2 separate regions of the Bos taurus genome follow, and region 1 is linked to region 2. A link is a contact called in public Hi-C data. All regions are on one chromosome and are shown on one strand. Each heading gives the region's core, a stretch centred on a gene start, on an enhancer-like site or on the middle of the called end of the contact. The rest is flanking DNA. Distances are from core to core; before and after follow the strand shown.

Region 1 (4,178 bases), core at 914-3,413, 130 kb after region 2:
GATTAGCTGTGTAGGATAGAATTGATGGGCATCTACCTTTTTGACACCTTTTTCCCAACCCTCCACAAATGGCCTTAAAATTCAACAAATATAAACCCGGTTGTGCGTTTAGGGATCCTAAAAATTTCACATTATTACACTAGCCATGCACAACCTCTCTAAGTTTTGCTGCTTTCTCTTTTCCCTCATAGAACCCCTCTCTGTGTACCAGGTCTGATCCTTAGCCCGTGTCCAGAATCTGTGGGTCCCAAGGGAAGAAATGGGCTGGTGGCAGATTGCTCCCATCCAAAGCTCTGCCTCCTCTGGAATTTTTCAGAGAACAAGCTTTTTTTTCATTGATTTTCTCTGTTGATTTTCTGTTTTCAATTTCATTGACATCTATATTGCTATGTTGATTTTTTATAATTTCTCTCTCTCTGCTGACTTTGGATTTAATTTGCTCTTCTTTTTCTAATTTCCTAAGGTGTGAGCTTAGATGATTGGTTTTAGATCTTTTGTTTTTCCTAATGATTTAAATTTCCTTCTAAGCACTGCTTTTGCTTAGCACTCCTGGTACACAGAGAGGGGTTCTATGAGGGAATAGAGAAAGCAGCAAAACTTAGAGAGGTTGTGCATGGCTAGTATAATAATGTGAAATTTTTAGGATTCCTAAATGCACATCCATCCCACAAATTTGATAAGTAGTGTTTTTATTTTCATTTAGTTCAAAATATGAGATTTCATTTGAGATTTTTTTCTTTGACCCAAGTATTACTTAAAACTGTGCTGTTTAATCTCCAAGTGTGTGTGTGGTTTCCAGCTATCTTTCTGTGATTGACTTATAGTATAATTCTGTCGTGGTCTGGGAGCAGGTCACTGTGATTTCTGTTCTACTAGACTTGTTAAGGTGCATTTTATGGTTCAGAATGTGGTCTGTCTGCATGAAATGTTTCCAAGAGAGCTTGAGACGAATGTGTGTCCAGCTGTTGATGGATAAAGCAGTCTGTGGGTGCTAAGTCTCTTCAGTAGTGTCCGACTCTTTGGGACACTATGGACTGTCTTTGCAACCCACCAGGCCCTTCTGTCCATGGGATTCCTTCAGGCAAGAATACTGAAGTGGGTTGCCGTGCCTTCCTCCAGCGGAATCTTCCCCACCCAGGGATCGAACTCCCATCTCTTATGTCTTCTGCGTTGGCAGGTGGGTTCTTTACCACTAGTACTACCTGGGAAGCCCAGAAGCAGTCTGCAGATGTCCGTTATATCCGCATTGATGCTGTTGGTGAGTCCAAACACATCCTTACCAATTTCCCGCCTGCTCCATCTGTTCATCTCTGACAGAGCCATGTTGAATTCTCCAGTTACGATAGTGGATTCGTGTATTCCTCCTTGCTGTTCTGTCAAAGATTTTTACCTCATGTATTTTAATGCTGTGTTGTTAGGCATATACACGTTACAGATTTTTATGTCTTCTTGGATTTTTATGTCTTTTTATTTTTATGTCTTTATCATTATGTAATGTTCCTCTTTATTCCTGATAACTTTCCTTGCTCTGAAGTCTCCTCTGTCTGAAATTAATATAGCTACTGTAGCTTTGTTTTGATGAATGTTACCATGGTTTATCTTTCTTCCTCCATTTACTTTTATTCTATATGTGTCTCCTGTTTAAAGTGAGCTTCACGAAGCTTTATTGATTTTTCTGGACTTGCCTGCGGGCCTCCCCACTTTGGGGAGCAGTGGTTGCCTTGGGTCCTGACGTATCTTCCAGCTCTGAGGAGGCCTGCTGCTCTTCCAGCCTGTTCAGTTCTGGCTCCTCCTCCTCATTTACTCCAGGGGCCAGTGAGGCCCAACTTCAGGGGCCGTCCCAGCAGTGAGTTAAGAAAACTTCAGATGTCTGTGCCAGGACATTAGGCCCTGCCAAGCCCTGACCCTGGTCCAGCGAGGCCCAGCTTCAGCGGTCGTCCCAGCAGTGAGTTAGGAAAACTTCAGATGTCCGTGCCAGGACATTAGGCCGCTGCCCAGCCCTGACCCTGGCCCAGCGAGGCCCAGCTTCAGGGGCCGTCCCAGCAGTGAGTTAGGAAAACTTCAGATGTCTGTGCCAGGACATTAGGCCGCTGCCCAGCCCTGACCCTGGCCCAGCACCCTCTGAGCCACTCCCAGCTCTGTTTCCTTGGTACCTGCCAAGCAGGTCTTGCAACTATTTTGATGAGTCATGTCTTTCTTCCCAGGGCAGGGCCTGTGTTTCCCTGCTCAGGCTGGGCTGTCATCAGTCCCTAGTTATGGGCCTGGAGCCAAGGAGGGAAGGTGTTATCACTTTATGAGAAATCTGCCTCAAGCATGGTGCCTGTGTGGAAACTGGTATAGTGTTTCTCTGGGGAACGCTTCTCTAAGGGTGGGAGCTTCTTCTGCCTGCCCAAAGCGTCCAGAGGAATATGAGGGACCAAGATGCTGTCTCTCTCGCAGGTCAGAGTCCCTTGCTTTCCTGACAGAAGCCCTGTCTCTGACAGAGGACCCTGCCAAGGGTATTCCTTTAGTTTCCTGCGCCGCTCGGCCATTCTCGCACAAGCACCGATACTGGGATGAACTTCTGTTTTTACTCTTTGGTGACATTTCCAGAACTCAATTATTAGGTCAACGGGCATGAAATTTTTAAGACTGTTAATACACACTGCCAGACTATCTTCAAAAAATATTGAATAGCATAGATTTACACTCAACCGGCAGTTATAAGATTGCTGGGAGAAATATCAATAACCTCATATGCAGATGACACCACCCTTATGGCAGAAAGTGCAGAGGAACTAAAAAGCCTCTTGATGAAAGTGAAGGAGGAGTGAAAAAGTTGGCTTAAAGCTCAATGTTCAGAAAACTAAGATCATGGCATCTGGTCCCATCACTTCGTGGCAAATAGATGGGGAAACAGTGGAAACAGTGCCAGACTTTATTTTTTTGGGCTCCAAAATCACTGCAGATGGTGATTGCAGCCATGAAATTAAAAGATGCTTACTCCTTGGAAGGAAAGTTATGACCAACCTAGATAGCATATTCAAAAGCAGAGACATTACTTTACCAACAAAGGTCCATCTAGTCAAGGCTATGGTTTTTCCAGTGGTCATGTATAGATGTGAGAGTTGGACTGTGAAGAAAGCTGAGTGTAGAAGAATTGATGCTTTTGAACTGTGGTGTTGGAGAAGACTCTTGTGAGTCCCTTGGACTGCAAGGAGATCCAACCAGTCCATTCTGAAGATCAGTCCTGGGTGTTCTTTGGAAGGAATGATCCTAAAGCTGAAACTCCACTACTTTGGCCACCTCATGTGAAGAGTTGACTCATTGGAAAAGACTCTGATGCTGGGAAGGATTGGGGGCAGGAGGAGAAGGGGACAACAGAGGATGAGATGGCTGGATGGCATCACTAACTCAATGGACGTGAGTCTGAGTGAACTCCGGGAGTTGGTGATGGACAGGGAGGCCTGGCATGCTGCAATTCATGGGGTCGCAAAGCGTCGGACACAACTGAGCGACTGAACTGAACTGGCAGTTATATGGGAGACCACTGCCTTTACTGAGCAAAACGCAAACTGCTGTCAATTTTCGAAATTCATGTGCTTTGTAGACTTGAATTTACACAATTTGAGAAACCAAGGAATCAGAGAAACAATAAAAGCAATTAGAATATTCTGTAACACTCCATTCCTTCCATGCCCACCCTCACTGAGCCCCCCGCCCACAGGCTCCCGATTGCCTTCTGGCTGATTTTAGTTCTTCTCCCCAACACTGATTTAATGGCCACTAAAGACAGCTCTAGTTCTGGATGAAGTAGTGGATTTCTCTGGGACAATATTTTCCCGAGTCTTTGCCAGTCTCTGCCTTCAGTTCTCTTTCCTTATTCTGAGAGCTGTAGTAATCAGACAATTCCAGGAAAGCCTCTCTGCGAGAGACCCTGCTCACTTTGTATTTTGTTTCATTTGTGATGGACGCTTCTTCCATGTAGGGTGGCCCTCAAGGAAAGGTATGGATGGGGCGGTAGAGACAGATGCTGACATCTGCTTCTCCGCCTAATCTGCACTGGAAGTGCTCCGCCAGCAGGCCCAGGCGGGTAGCTGTAGCGCAGCTGGACTGGGAAAGCCTCACCTGTCTGTCAGAACTCTCCATGTCTTTAATCATCGAAACTGAAGGCTTCTCAACTGTGTTCACGTTCTGGT
Region 2 (4,181 bases), core at 1,566-4,065:
AGTGACTGAACAACAACAAAAGAAAGAGAGAAGAACAGAAAAGCTACTAAAGATTCTGAGACAAGTAAAGACATGCCCAGTGTGAGAGGAAGTCAGTGGACAAGGAATTGGAGTGGAAGTGTTGGGGCAGAAACGAGTGTGATCACACCCTGCAAATGAGATCTCATCTGAGGCTCCCTCGAGGAGCAGCATATTCAACAGAACTTATTCTCAGGGCCACTCAGACAATACCTTCCGCAGCTCCTATCTGCCCTGAGGTTTTATAGGAAATCACAGAAATGTCCCAACTGACAGCAGTCCATCATCCCAGCAGAGAAATCTAACTCACCATCTCTTTCCTCCCTACCCAGGGAAATGACACCCTTCTTGGGCTGCGCCCTCCTTCCCCTCTGTCCTCCACAACTGGAAGATCAATTAATTCATGTGGTAGACACATGGCTGCGAACCGAGCCACTCACCCAACAAACCCAGGTTTATCCTGGTATCCACCCTCTTCATGGCAGTTACATGATTTGTGAGGGTTGAGTCTATCCTTATTCCCAGAAGTGTGTCCTAATTAGTCTAAGCCAAGTCAGTGGTACTATTGCCTTGCCTGTGATTTGTTTCAGTTCAGTTCAGTTCAGTCGCTCAGTCGTGTCTGACTCTTTGCGACCCCATGAATCGCAGCACACCAGGCCTCCCTGTCCATCACCAACTCCCGGAGTTCACTCAGACTCACGTCCATCGAGTCAGTGATGCCATCCAGCCATCTCATCCTCTGTCGTCCCCTTCTCCTCCTGCCCCCAATCCCTCCCAGCATCAGGGTCTTTTCCAATGAGTCAACTCTTTGCATGAGGTGGCCAAAGTACTGGAGTTTCAGCTTTAGCATCATTCCTTCCAAAGAAATCCCAGGGCTGATCTCCTTCAGAATGGACTGGTTGGATCTCCTTGCAGTCCAAGGGACTCTCAGGAGTCTTCTCCAACACCACAGTTCAAAAGCATCAATTCTTCGGTGCTCAGCTTTCTTTATAGTCCAACTCTCACATCCATATATGACCACTAGAAAAACCATAGCCTTGACTTAGACGAACCTTTGTTGACAAAGTAATGTCTCTGCTTTTGAATATGCTATCTAGGTTGGTCATGACTTTCCTTCCAAGGAGTAAGCGTCTTTTAATTTCATGGCTGCAGTCACCATCTACAGTGATTTTGGAGCCCAGAAAAATAAAGTCTGACAATGTTTCCACTGTTTCCCCATCTATTTCCCATGAAGTGATGGGACCAGATGCCATGATCTTAGTTTTCTGAATGTTGAGTTTTAAGCCAACTTTTTCACTCTCCTCTTTCACCTTCATCAAGAGGCTTTTTAGTTCCTCTTCACTTTCTGCCATAAGGGTGGTATCATCTGCGTATCTGAGGTTATTGATATTTCTCCCGGCAGTCTTGATTCCAGCTTGTGCTTCTTCCAGCCCAGCGTTTCTCATGATGTACTCTGCATACAAGTGATTCGTTTAGGCAGGAACATATGATAAGACAATTCTGTCTAATGAGATATTAGTGAGGGGCTCTGGGGAACTATTTCTTTGAGGAAAAGAGACACACAGGAGATGCTGACCTTTTCTCACTGGACGTTGCTGGGTCTGCTGATGATGCTTGGAACTGAGGCCACCAACCTGGGACTAAGAGGAGCTGAGGATGGAAAGAACCTGAGATTTTGACAATGTTATTGAGCTGCAGGATTATCAACCTTGGAGTCATCCAGGCCTGGGTATTTTTATACATGCGTGTGTGCTCAGTCACTCAGTCATTTCCACCTCTGTGCAACCCTATGGATTGTAGCCCGCCAGGCTCCTCTGTCCATGTGATTTCCCAGGCAAGAGTACTGGAGTTGCCATTTCCTTCTCCAGGGGATCATCCCCACCCAGGGATCGAATCCGCATCTCCTGCATCAATTGCATTGCAGTCAGATTCCTTTACCATTGAGCCATCAGGGAAGCCCCTGGGTATTTTTATAGCTTAATCCATTTCCAGTTGGTATTTCTATTACCTGTATTTGGAAATATACTGACATAACACTTAACTTTCTCCCACTTTTCTTCTTCCTACCTGTCTGCGCCTTGTCGCCTTTGGGAAAGGGGGTTAAGGAACTCCATCTCATTTTTCCTTTGCTGTTCAGTCACTTGGTCATGTCTGACTCTCTGCGACCCCATGGACTGCAGCATGCCAGGCCTCCCTGTCCTTCACTATCTCCCAGTGCTTGCTCAAATTCATGTCCATTGAGTCAGTGATGCCATCCGATCATTTCATCCTCTTTCTTTATGTGAACCCAAAGACAGCTCTGATCACTGCTGTGAAGCTTAAGAGACAGTCCAACCTTGAGCCTGTATCACACAAACAGACCCTAAAGTTGTGACGTGAAATGAGACGTCAAGTTCCAAAGCACTGGTTCCAGTTTCAGAGGTCAAAGAGATTTGGGGGAATCTGAGAAGAAAGCAGCAGCAGCAGGGAGAGCGCACATACCCACACACAGTGCCCACCCGCTAAAGCTTTCAAAGAGGCTTCAGAAAGAACCTCTACAGCCCAAAGAATGGTTACAGCGCTGCAAGTCCGGACCATTCTAGACTTTTTTTCCTTAAGAAATGAAATGGAGAGCATTTTTTTTCACCAGAATTCAGGAGAAGGCGAAGGCCTTAAAACAGAGCAGTGGGTTGGGGCCAGGGTAGGGAAGTATGGCTCTCGTGAGGAAAGTCATAGATCAGAGTGTATTCTACAAGTGTCTGTGGGATGGAAGGGGAAGTGGGGGGAAGAGAGGGGAACTCTGAATGACAACCAAGTGAAAAGGAGAAGAGGATCTGGAACCACCCAGACGGCAGAAGGTCACAGTGTGTGATGAGCTCTTCTGTTATTGTTTGGTCGCTTCAGTTGTATCAGACTCTTTGTGACCCCCGAGAGCCCGCCAGACTCCTCTGTCCCTGGGATTTCCCAGGCAAGAATATTGGAGTGGGTTGCCATTTCCTCCTTCAGGGGATCTTCCCAACCAGGGATAGAACCTACACTTGCTCTTTACCCCCGAGCTGCCAAGGAGGCCCTCCTCCATATAACCCCTCAAACCCATGAAGTTTCCAAACTCAGGAGGTGTTGAGAAAGGTTATGTTTGCTGTGGAAAAGAGGGATGGGGCTGAAGCTCGCATCTGGGTTTGACGTGAGGCAACAGACAGATGTGGAGTGTGGAGACAGAGTGCAACATAAAAGAAAAAAAAAGTATTTTTTTTAAAAAGCCCTAGGCATAGAAATTTCCAGAAATGATGAGGAAAACTCTGGAATTACCTAATCCACTCCACAGGATGTTTGAGTTAAATGTGCCAAGTCTCCAAGGGGCAGAAAGGCCCCACGTGACACTCAGATTACACACAGCCTTGAGTTTAAGCAAAGTGCTCAGAATGATACAGTTAGTAAGAGATGAGCCGGGACTCCAAGCCCGTTCTAACTCGGATCCTCAAAGTAAAGAAACATGGCTTCAGTTATTTTTTTTTTTAAGTACTGGTATTGCCACGATATTGTCTTCTGGTTTTATTGTCAACGGGCAAAAATTCAGCTTCACTCATTATTCTTTCCCCCAGATTAATCAAGAGTCTGTTACATGTAAGGTATTCAAGCTTGGGTTTCGGTTTCCAGATCCTGACTTTCCTCTCCTCTCCCTCTGGGACTTCTCACCAAAGGAGCTCACAAATGAGAACTAAATGGAAAACAAAGTACTGCTGCATGAATACGGAGCAAAAGCCAACAACGAGGGGGCCCAGAGCTCCTAGGTGGCTGGAAGTGCCCTTCCCAGGGTCTATATTCATAACCTCCCCTTTCATTGTCAAAATGCCTGACTTGGATGATGGATTACATGGTGGCCCAGATGAGACTCCCAGCCTCAGGACAAGCTGGTTTGCAGAAGGCAGTTCAGGTTTGTGGTCACTAGGCGGTCCCTTTGTTCTCACTCACCTCCCACTCTCAAAGCCCCGAATCTCAGGTGCCTGGATCTGCAGCCTCCACCCTCAGGTGGGGAAAGTGGACCAGAAAGAGAGGCCAACCCTGCCAGGTGAGAGGGTGAAACAGAAAGTGAAAGAGGGTGGCTGGACCCGCCCTGAGAAAACGGGGTTTTCTTTGGCATACTCGTCACTCGGAGACGGGAAGGGCAAGAGGAAGTTCATTAA

The links. A called contact is a pair of places that touch in the nucleus more often than the background predicts.
Region 1: a contact with region 2 is called in a Hi-C map of liver, with 1.9 times the contacts expected there. The contact joins two enhancer-like sites. A contact is called at or near these places in 2 of 11 Hi-C or Micro-C datasets (blastocyst and liver).

Annotation. Positions count from the first base shown.
Region 1 is chr22:54,171,203-54,175,380 of ARS-UCD2.0, forward strand. CDCP1 (CUB domain containing protein 1) reads left to right here. Exons shown (of 15, transcript XM_002697118.7): 14 at 1,178-1,258. Among named protein-coding and RNA genes, the nearest start is that of CLEC3B, 7.8 kb to the left of the region's middle. Within about 2 kb of position 2,164, at least 54 of the 102 cell types and tissues checked have an H3K27ac peak or open chromatin away from gene starts, as enhancers often do. A contact at or near this core is called in liver, where this site is marked.
Region 2 is chr22:54,035,671-54,039,851 of ARS-UCD2.0, forward strand. No RefSeq gene overlaps it. Among named protein-coding and RNA genes, the nearest start is that of TMEM158, 34 kb to the left of the region's middle. Within about 2 kb of position 2,816, at least 9 of the 102 cell types and tissues checked have an H3K27ac peak or open chromatin away from gene starts, as enhancers often do. A contact at or near this core is called in liver, where this site is marked.